Linked DNA regions of Mus musculus: region 2 is linked to region 1. Evidence: chromatin contacts called from public promoter capture Hi-C data. All regions are on one chromosome and are shown on one strand. The core of a region is the stretch at or near the end of the contact, and the rest is flanking DNA. Distances in the headings are between cores, read along the strand shown. Region 1 overlaps Acsl3 (acyl-CoA synthetase long-chain family member 3). Region 2 holds the start of Fam124b (family with sequence similarity 124, member B).

Region 1 (3,949 bases), core at 794-3,293:
TGAATTCAGGACCAGCCTAACCCTGAGGAAATGACAGCACCGTGACAAGAAAAGGACACTTGGAGTTATTCTTAAGTAAATAAAACCCATCTCTAGAGCAAAGCTGAAGAAAACAAATGGCTTTTTAAAGCGCAGTCACTGATGCGTCCATGTACAGGGTGCTAACTGGTCGAGTCTAAGCACATATTTCAAAAATCCCACCATCTTAGAAAGGACATAATAGTTGCATGCCTTTAATTCCAGCGGCACTTGGGAGGCAGAGGCAGGTAGTTCAAGGGTGGCCCAGTCCAGAGTGAGTTCCAGGACAGCCAGGACTATATAGCGAGAACTCACAAAACAACAAAATCCAGTCTCTGAAACATTTCTGGTTCTAATTATTTCAGAAGACAACTATTCCACCGGAAGCTCTACCTCCCAGGATGCAGCCCAAAGTCCTCTTCTAAGTTGATTGTCCTACGACACCCATGACTATGTCAGCTGCTACAGACAGGTTACTAGCCTTGTGCACAGACATGTGACTGTGATTACTGGTCATACGATTAAGTTACTTCACTTACTATTACAGAAATGCAGTCAGGTCTAATCTCAGATTCCATCAGTTCCCAATACACCTCTAGGCTTCTAAATTTACACTTCCATTCCCTGCTGCCTATGATATCCTGGGCTGTGAGGTTGTGGTGAGCCAGGCCAGCAGGAAGCATGGCCAAGCTGCAGGTCAGGACAGAAGAGAGGACTGTAGGGAGCTACTACTTATGCCCTTGCAGCTGACTGGGTCTGCAAAGCCTCCCTGTGCAGAGGTACTGAGGCAGCATAAGAACTTATTTCCCCAACTCTGTCACTCAGGACACTTACAGAGGAGAGCATCCCAGGAAGTTCCGGCTCACTAGCTATGCAGAGGAGGTGGTGGCCCCACAGGGGCTTCGACTGCTCACGGCACACCCAGCACACCCACCAACTTTTATACCGCAGCACACGGCTGCAACTGCTCACGGCACACCTGCCAACTTCTAGACCGCAGCCCAGACTCCAGGAGCTCACCTGTTTGCATACGCACAAATGTTATCTATCAGTGGGAGGTTCTTCAAAGCTGCCTCTACTTTCCCGAGAGAAACGTACTCTCCTGCCTGTAGTTTCACAAGGTCCTTTTTACGGTCTGCAAAGGGCAAAGGCAGAAATATTGAGAACAGTCATTAACACCTTAAGCACATAGGAATACTCTCACCAAGTCATTTAAAACTTTTCTCAACTAAGCATGGATGGCTGCCCTAAAGTTGAGATTATACAATAAAGTCAGACCCTAATCTTTTACAATTAAGTAAATTCTCTTGTGGAAAATATTGTACTTAAGGGACATCATCCTTATGGCTTGAATATATTCTGCTGAGCTGCTGCGCTCCTGACACTCACTAGTGCAGAGGGAAAGCAGCTTTGCACTGCAATGGGCAAAGGCACACCAGGAAAGAGGAACAGAAACACAGCACCCACACAACACAGCCAACTTGTGGGCTGGGAAGGAATCCTTGCAAGTGGGGCCTGAAGTGACTTTTATTGACCGGAGCTGTGTCAACTCAAACACTGAAGCATAAAGAGGAAGGAAACAATTCAAGAGGTGGGAGGTGAATGGCAGCTGGGTGATAGAGGCTCCCTGAACACAACCCCTAGCAGCTATTAAAGGTTTCTTAGAACTATGAGGTGTCGTCATTACACACTGGAAGTGGAAAGGTTTGGAGAGGTGTGCAGCAGCACAGCGGAGATCCTTATGATAGATAGGGTGGCACAGGCCTAGGCCTGACCCGCAAATGTGCAGAGAGGCAGACGATGCTTTGGAAGCCGTCTGCCTTTCTCAGTGAGACAGGATGTGGAGCAGAGGTCGGGAAGCCTCAGCTCCTTTTGGCCTTCAGGGTATCAAGACCAGGTGTTGTCAACAATTTCCTACAGGACAAAACTCTCAATGAAACTTTCTAACCTGCAGGGAAGCGCCGCAAGATCCACATGTCATAAAAACAGGAGGCCCACTGAGGAAATGACTCAGAAGCCCTAGGACAGCAGTTCTCTGTTGCAGCATAGTAAGGTTGAGAACCAGTACACTAGAAGTCCCTGACGCTCACCAGACGCACTCGACTCCTCCCTCCTCAAGCTTGCACAAGCAGTAAAGACTTCTAAGAGACACTGTCAAATAAACCAAGCAAGCTGCCCAGAGGATGCTCAGACCAACTGGGCTGCCAAGAAGAGACTGCTTCACCTTGTCAAGCTGCCAGCAAGGTCAAGCAGGACGCTCCAGGACGCCAGCTTCTGTGGGCTCTCACCCATGCTGGGGTGGACTTTCGCTGCTGCTGCATCTGTCTCTAGTCATTCCTGCTCACCTGCACTCACTCCATAAGGAACTCCAGTGACACTCACTAGTTCACCAAGTTGGACGCTGGTGGCACCAGCATTTAGTCTGTCATCTGTCCCCTATGTGGGGTAAGCAGATGCTTGCTTGTGTCTCCCAGGAAGCCCCGAATAACCCCAGGATGCATCTGGCACTACTGAAGCTGAACAAACTGCAGCAGAAGCACGAAAGGTGTTTTGCCTTGTAGGTCACAGTACTTGACTTGCCAGGCTTTCCTTGGTTTTCCTGGGCAAAGCCAGGACTAAGTTCAGACCACAAGCACTGCACAATAACCTAGCCAGGCAGCTAACAAAAACAAGCATTCCCTACACCAACAGTAGAGAGTGACTAATGACCACAAATCTGTGGCTGAACAGCTTTTGCAACCGTATTCATAACATGCCAAGCTTTAAGAACACTTTAGTCTCTCTTTAAAATGTTATATTTCAGAAATGATATAAAAGCCCCCCTCAATATTACAGAGATAAGCTCTTTCACTAGTAAAACAGTCTCTGTAAACACAGGCACCACTTTGTAAAGTCATCTGGGAAAACACTTTCAAGAAAGAATTCAGAGGCTTAAAAGATGACTCAACATTTAAGACCATGTAGTACTCTGGCAGAGGACCTGGGTTCAGTTCCCAGCACCCATATGGTGGTGGCTCACAACCATCTGTAACTCCAGCTCCAGAGGACTTGGCCACCCTCTTCTGACCTCCGAGGACATCGTGCATACATGCAGTACACATACATACATGGAGGCAAAACAGTCATACACATAAGCTTTTTAAAAGGACGCAATACTCACCAATGATCTTCAGACAGCCGTCAGGGTCAAACTCTCCAATATCTCCAGTGCACAGCCACCGCTGTCCATTTTCATCTTCAAAGAAATCTGTCTTTGTTTTTGCTTCATTTTTGTAGTACCCCATTGTCACATTTTGGCCACCAATAAGAATTTCACCTCTGGGATGTGGTTTGTCAGTATTAAAATAGCCACCTAATTAATAAACACAAAATAACACATATAGGTATTATACAAATATTCTAAACTATTAGTTTCTAAGTGTAGACATCTTATTTTAACCAATTAAGAGACTCCAAGAGAAACAAACTAGACCGTGTAACTAAACATTATCAATAAGCTAGAGACAAATTCTCAGTTGTTAAATAATGAACATCCATGCTTTTAAGCTACTATTCCAGTCTAAAACCCAGCATCCTCCACCTACTATGTAAAATAATTATACAGGTTCTACTCAGTCTATACATCAAACTATAAAAGTACTGTCACATATTAAATAATACAACAGACCCCTTTGTAAAATCACATTATTATATAGTGAGAAATTTGTTCTTTCAGATAATTTCAGTTTAACTCTGGGCTTAAATTTATTGAATATATTTCTAACTTCTGCTAAAAACAGTTGAGAAATTTTATCAAACCCTTAGAGCCTTTAGAAAGTTATGTCCCAATAATTCAAATAACCTACATGCCTTAATATGTCACAAACATTTTACAATACTTTTTATTTCAAAATAAAATAAACAATAAACTTTTTAATAGAATTATTTTAAA
Region 2 (4,010 bases), core at 1,394-3,893, 1.5 Mb before region 1:
AGAAATGTAAGCATAGTTTGATAGATTAAAGACGGAAGGGCATATTCTCAAAGGTTTTCTGGATATGGGAGTAGGAATCTCAGGGTTTTAAGGTATTACAGTATATTCATGAGACTTACAGAAAGGACAAATCCAGAAGGTCTGAGTCATGGATCTGAACACATTCTCCTAAATAGCTGATTTCTTATTACTTCCAGCCACCACATTTCAACCTTGCTGTAAAGAGCAGACCGGCTAGCTGCTGTTCAGACATGGATATCTGACAAGACCCTGGGCAGAGGTTCCGAGTTTAAGGAAAATAAGGCAGAGAGCTCAGTAACAACGAGTCAAAGCTGACGATGTCCCTGCATGTTTCCATCTCTGCTCTCCACTGCAGCATGGTGCAAACCCGAAGTTCACCATGGGGCTTAACTAAGAAGCTGCCATTTGTGCTGAGAGGAGGAAGGTAACCACAGTGGAGGTAGCAAGCCGGGGAGGGTGGGGTAGGCCCAGGATGTCCCAGTGCTCCAAGAGAAGGAACTGCAAAGACAGGTAGGATGCTGGCTGACCCTCCCCTGTTCCTGACTGCAATTGCTTGGTGCTTTAGCTGCCAACAGATTAATGAGATTCTATCTATCTATCTATCTATCTATCTATCTATCTATCTATCTATCTATCTATCTACACAACAACACTCCACAGGGAAAAGGAACGTTGGATGGAAGGCTAAACAACCAATTCCCACCTAGGAAGTTTAGCCTCTGTGTTAGACAAAATGCCGTGAGCTAATGAGTTAATCTTTTTGACTCAGGGGTAGGGTTTTTCTCTTCAAACATTTAGAGTTCTTTATGCTATTTTAAGAATTTCAAAAGTTCTTTCAAGAACCAGGGTTTGGTCTAAAGTGACTCAGAAGAGATAGAGGCAGGTTGTGGGGGAGGAAAGGGTCTTATAGTGAGGAAAGAGTGTTATAGTTTTCAAATGTCAGCATGTGACATGAATTAAGAGGTGGCTTCTTCTTTTTTTTTAACATTTGAGAGCTATGCTCTAAGGGGAAAAAAAACCCTCTAACAATTACCAGACAGTTAAAGCAAAATTAATCTAATTACTAAGTGTTATGTGGACATTTAAAAACAATTTGTCCTTACAAATTACATTTCTATAATTTTCTTATACAGAAATCTTAGGATTATAGAATTCAATTGATTAAAATTGTGGGTAGATCTGGATGGAGATGGTTCTTTTCCATGAAGTTTTGACTTTAAATGTGGTTGTTCTCCTGTTACTAAGTGGCCAGGCCCATAAGCTTCCACCTCAGCTTCTCTGCAGTCCAAAAGAATCGGAAACAGAAATTAGAAAAGAGAAGTGGATGACTGGATGCTTTGGTCAAGTCAAGGAAAGAAAGGGTCTATTTTTTTCTCCCATGTGCCTGTGAGAGTTTTACAATGTATAGAGACCTATGGATGTAGCCAGCAGATTTGCAGACTCAGCTGGAAGACTCCTTACTGCTCCTTTCCTGGGACTGCCTCCCCTGCTCCATTCTTAGCTATGGAGGGGCAAAGACGTCTCTCTTTAGAATTAGAGTACTCAGCCCATTATCAAAGCACGAGATCATAACTTTCTCATGTGTATTAAAGTTAGAGGAAGTTGGTTTTGAACTAATTAGAAAGTCACAACATATTCTGTAGCATTCATAGCTTCTTTTAAATCAAACTCACATTTAGAAATCGATGCATATCCGGGCCCAGCAACAGCACAACTATCAGAATAGCATTTTTTTCTTTGTTGTTTGTGGCAATAGAGATTTGATATATAGCCTAGAGTGCCTTCTACAGGGCCCAACCAGCCTTGAACTCACAATGATCCCCCTGTCTCAGCCTCCTGAATCCTGGGATTATAGGTATTTGCAACTAGGCTTGACTATTAAAGAATTTAGGAACAGATTAGGTGATTACATCAACGGTGGGGTATCCTTCTATTTAAGGTTCTACAGCCTGTATCCACAGGTGAGTGTGTCAACAGGAAGTTGACATGGCAGCTTTTCCTCATCATAAGAGAAAAGAAATCGTGGCTGGCCTTCTCAGCTCCAGAGAGGTAGCATTGGATATCTTGGGTTCAAAGACCTCAGCCACTTCACTGTGTGAGTTTGGCAAAGTTACTTAATTTTTTTTTTTTTCTTTCTATGCCTCAGTTTCTTGTCAGCAACTGGGGAATAATTACCCTCTTCTTTGTAGGCTTGTTGGCTAATTAAATCAATTCATAGGATGTTTAATGGCAGTTTACTCTAAATTCAACCAGGCATTTTTTTCAGTGAGGCCAACACTATTTAGACAAAATATCTCTTCTTTGTGACTTAGTATAAAATTATCAGAAGCAAGTAGCTGGCATGCAGATAAGACTGGGGAGTTGTTTTAAAGAACACATTCTATTCAGGTGGCCTGGCAGGCCACTGTAAACATCAGGATATTTAAGTAGGAAGTCAGAGCCCATTGTGGTCCACCAAATGGATGTCTAGTCAGTGTAACAGAGCCACAGATTGCTATCAGCACAACAGAGCCGCCTCCTGTTCCTTTCGGCCGATCATTTCCTCTATTGAGTTGAATGTAAGAACCACCCACTGGGCGTGGGTCTCAGCATTATAGGTTTTTAGGTCAAACCAAAACCCTGGGGAATGCCCGAGAAAGCCAAGCAAATAGTTACATCTGCTCAGACCGGATGACATAGAGCGACTCTGTTGTGTGTAGCCGACTCCACACTTGAGTGACATTCCCCGCTGGAGCACTGGAGGAAGCCAGGAGCATGTGTGATCTGGTGAAGAACTTGGTTCAGAAGTTGCTAAAGATTTTATAGAGGCTGAGGGCTCTGCGTGAGGCCTTGGTTCTTCCTAAAAGGCTGAGCTGTGGGCCCTGTCGGGTGGCCTTCATCATAATCTTCACATAGCCTGCCATGGATGAGATACAGGAACCTCTAGCCTTGACTGTGCATCTTCTTGCCGACACTGGGAACGGTTTGCTTCTGCAGCAGGCTCTGGACCAACTACTAGAATGTATCTGCCCAGAGGTGCGTCTCTTCCTGGTGTCTGAACGTGCCAGGCCAGTGAACTACCATGAAAAGTACCACCCGCGGAGGGCCCGCTTCCCAGGAATGTCTGTTTTGCTCTTCCTTCAGGAAAGCCTGGGACAAGAACGGTTGTTTCGAGTCTTGGACTTCCTACGGCGTTCACCCTGGCAGGGTTTCCCTACCCAGCATGCACAGGGGAGGTCTTGTTCTTATCTCCCTGCCAATCAGGAATTCTACAGTCTGCACAACCAGATGCCAGTGTGGGGCATGAGGCCAGTGAATTGTGGCACTGATATCCTCAGGGTGACTCTGTACTGCAGTTTTGATAACTATGAAGATGCCATCAGACTCTATGAGATGCTTCTACAGAGAGACGCCACTGTGCAAAAGAGCGACTTCTGTTTCTTTGTCCTCTATGCCACCGAGGGCTTCAGCCTGCAGCTCTCTCTGAAGCAGCTGCCCCTGGGAATGTCAGTAGACCCCAAGGAGTCTTCTGTGCTGCAGTTCAGGGTTCAAGAGATTGGGCAGCTGGTGCCTCTTCTACCCAATCCGTGTGTTCCCATCAGCAGCGCGAGGTGGCAGACTCAGGACTATGATGGCAATAAGATTCTGCTGCAGGTATTTCATTTCGTTCATTTCTGGGGTGTACCAGGTTTAGTAGGGTCAGATCCAGGATCCTGGGAGCTCAAACAAGCTAGACTTGGCCGTCCATCTACAGCAGGCCAATTAAAATGACGAATAGTAGAGGAAGACAGAGAAAGAATTCAAAGTGGCTACATTGAACAAGTGAAATCACCCTCCTGTCGCCACTCCCCTCCCCCATGAAGTTTAAGTTTAAATAGAGGGCAAGAAATATGCCTAAGCAGTCCTGGTCAGGGTGTGGTCCCAACCATAATCCATCCATTGTCTCAGCCCCAGCTTCTCCTGCAGGACAGCCAGGCAAGTTTGTCAAGACCGAGTCAAATCTCTGGGAG

Evidence for each region. Promoter capture Hi-C pulls out the DNA fragments that hold promoters and counts their contacts.
Region 2: a contact with region 1 is called in a promoter capture Hi-C map of the HPC-7 cell line, with 6 times the contacts expected there. The contact joins the promoter of Fam124b here to the enhancer-like site in region 1. A contact is called at or near these places in 7 of 39 promoter capture datasets (the 3T3-L1 cell line, the HPC-7 cell line, hippocampal neurons and 3 more) and 2 of 9 other capture datasets (adipose tissue and liver).

The regions. Positions count from the first base shown.
Region 1 is chr1:78,700,690-78,704,638 of GRCm38.p6, reverse strand. It overlaps Acsl3 (acyl-CoA synthetase long-chain family member 3), which reads right to left. Exons shown (of 15, transcript NM_001033606.2): 12 at 3,179-3,370; 13 at 1,039-1,153. Among named protein-coding and RNA genes, the nearest start is that of Gm38631, 17 kb to the left of the region's middle. Within about 2 kb of position 2,043, at least 95 of the 459 cell types and tissues checked have an H3K27ac peak or open chromatin away from gene starts, as enhancers often do. A contact at or near this core is called in the HPC-7 cell line and adipose tissue, where this site is marked.
Region 2 is chr1:80,212,577-80,216,586 of GRCm38.p6, reverse strand. It overlaps Fam124b (family with sequence similarity 124, member B), which reads left to right and starts at 2,643. Exons shown (of 2, transcript NM_173425.3): 1 at 2,643-3,654. The coding sequence starts at 2,923. The region is part of intron 1 of 2310015K22Rik (a long non-coding RNA gene); the gene reads right to left. LOC108167342 (a long non-coding RNA gene) reads left to right here. Exons shown (of 3, transcript XR_865551.2): 2 at 198-445.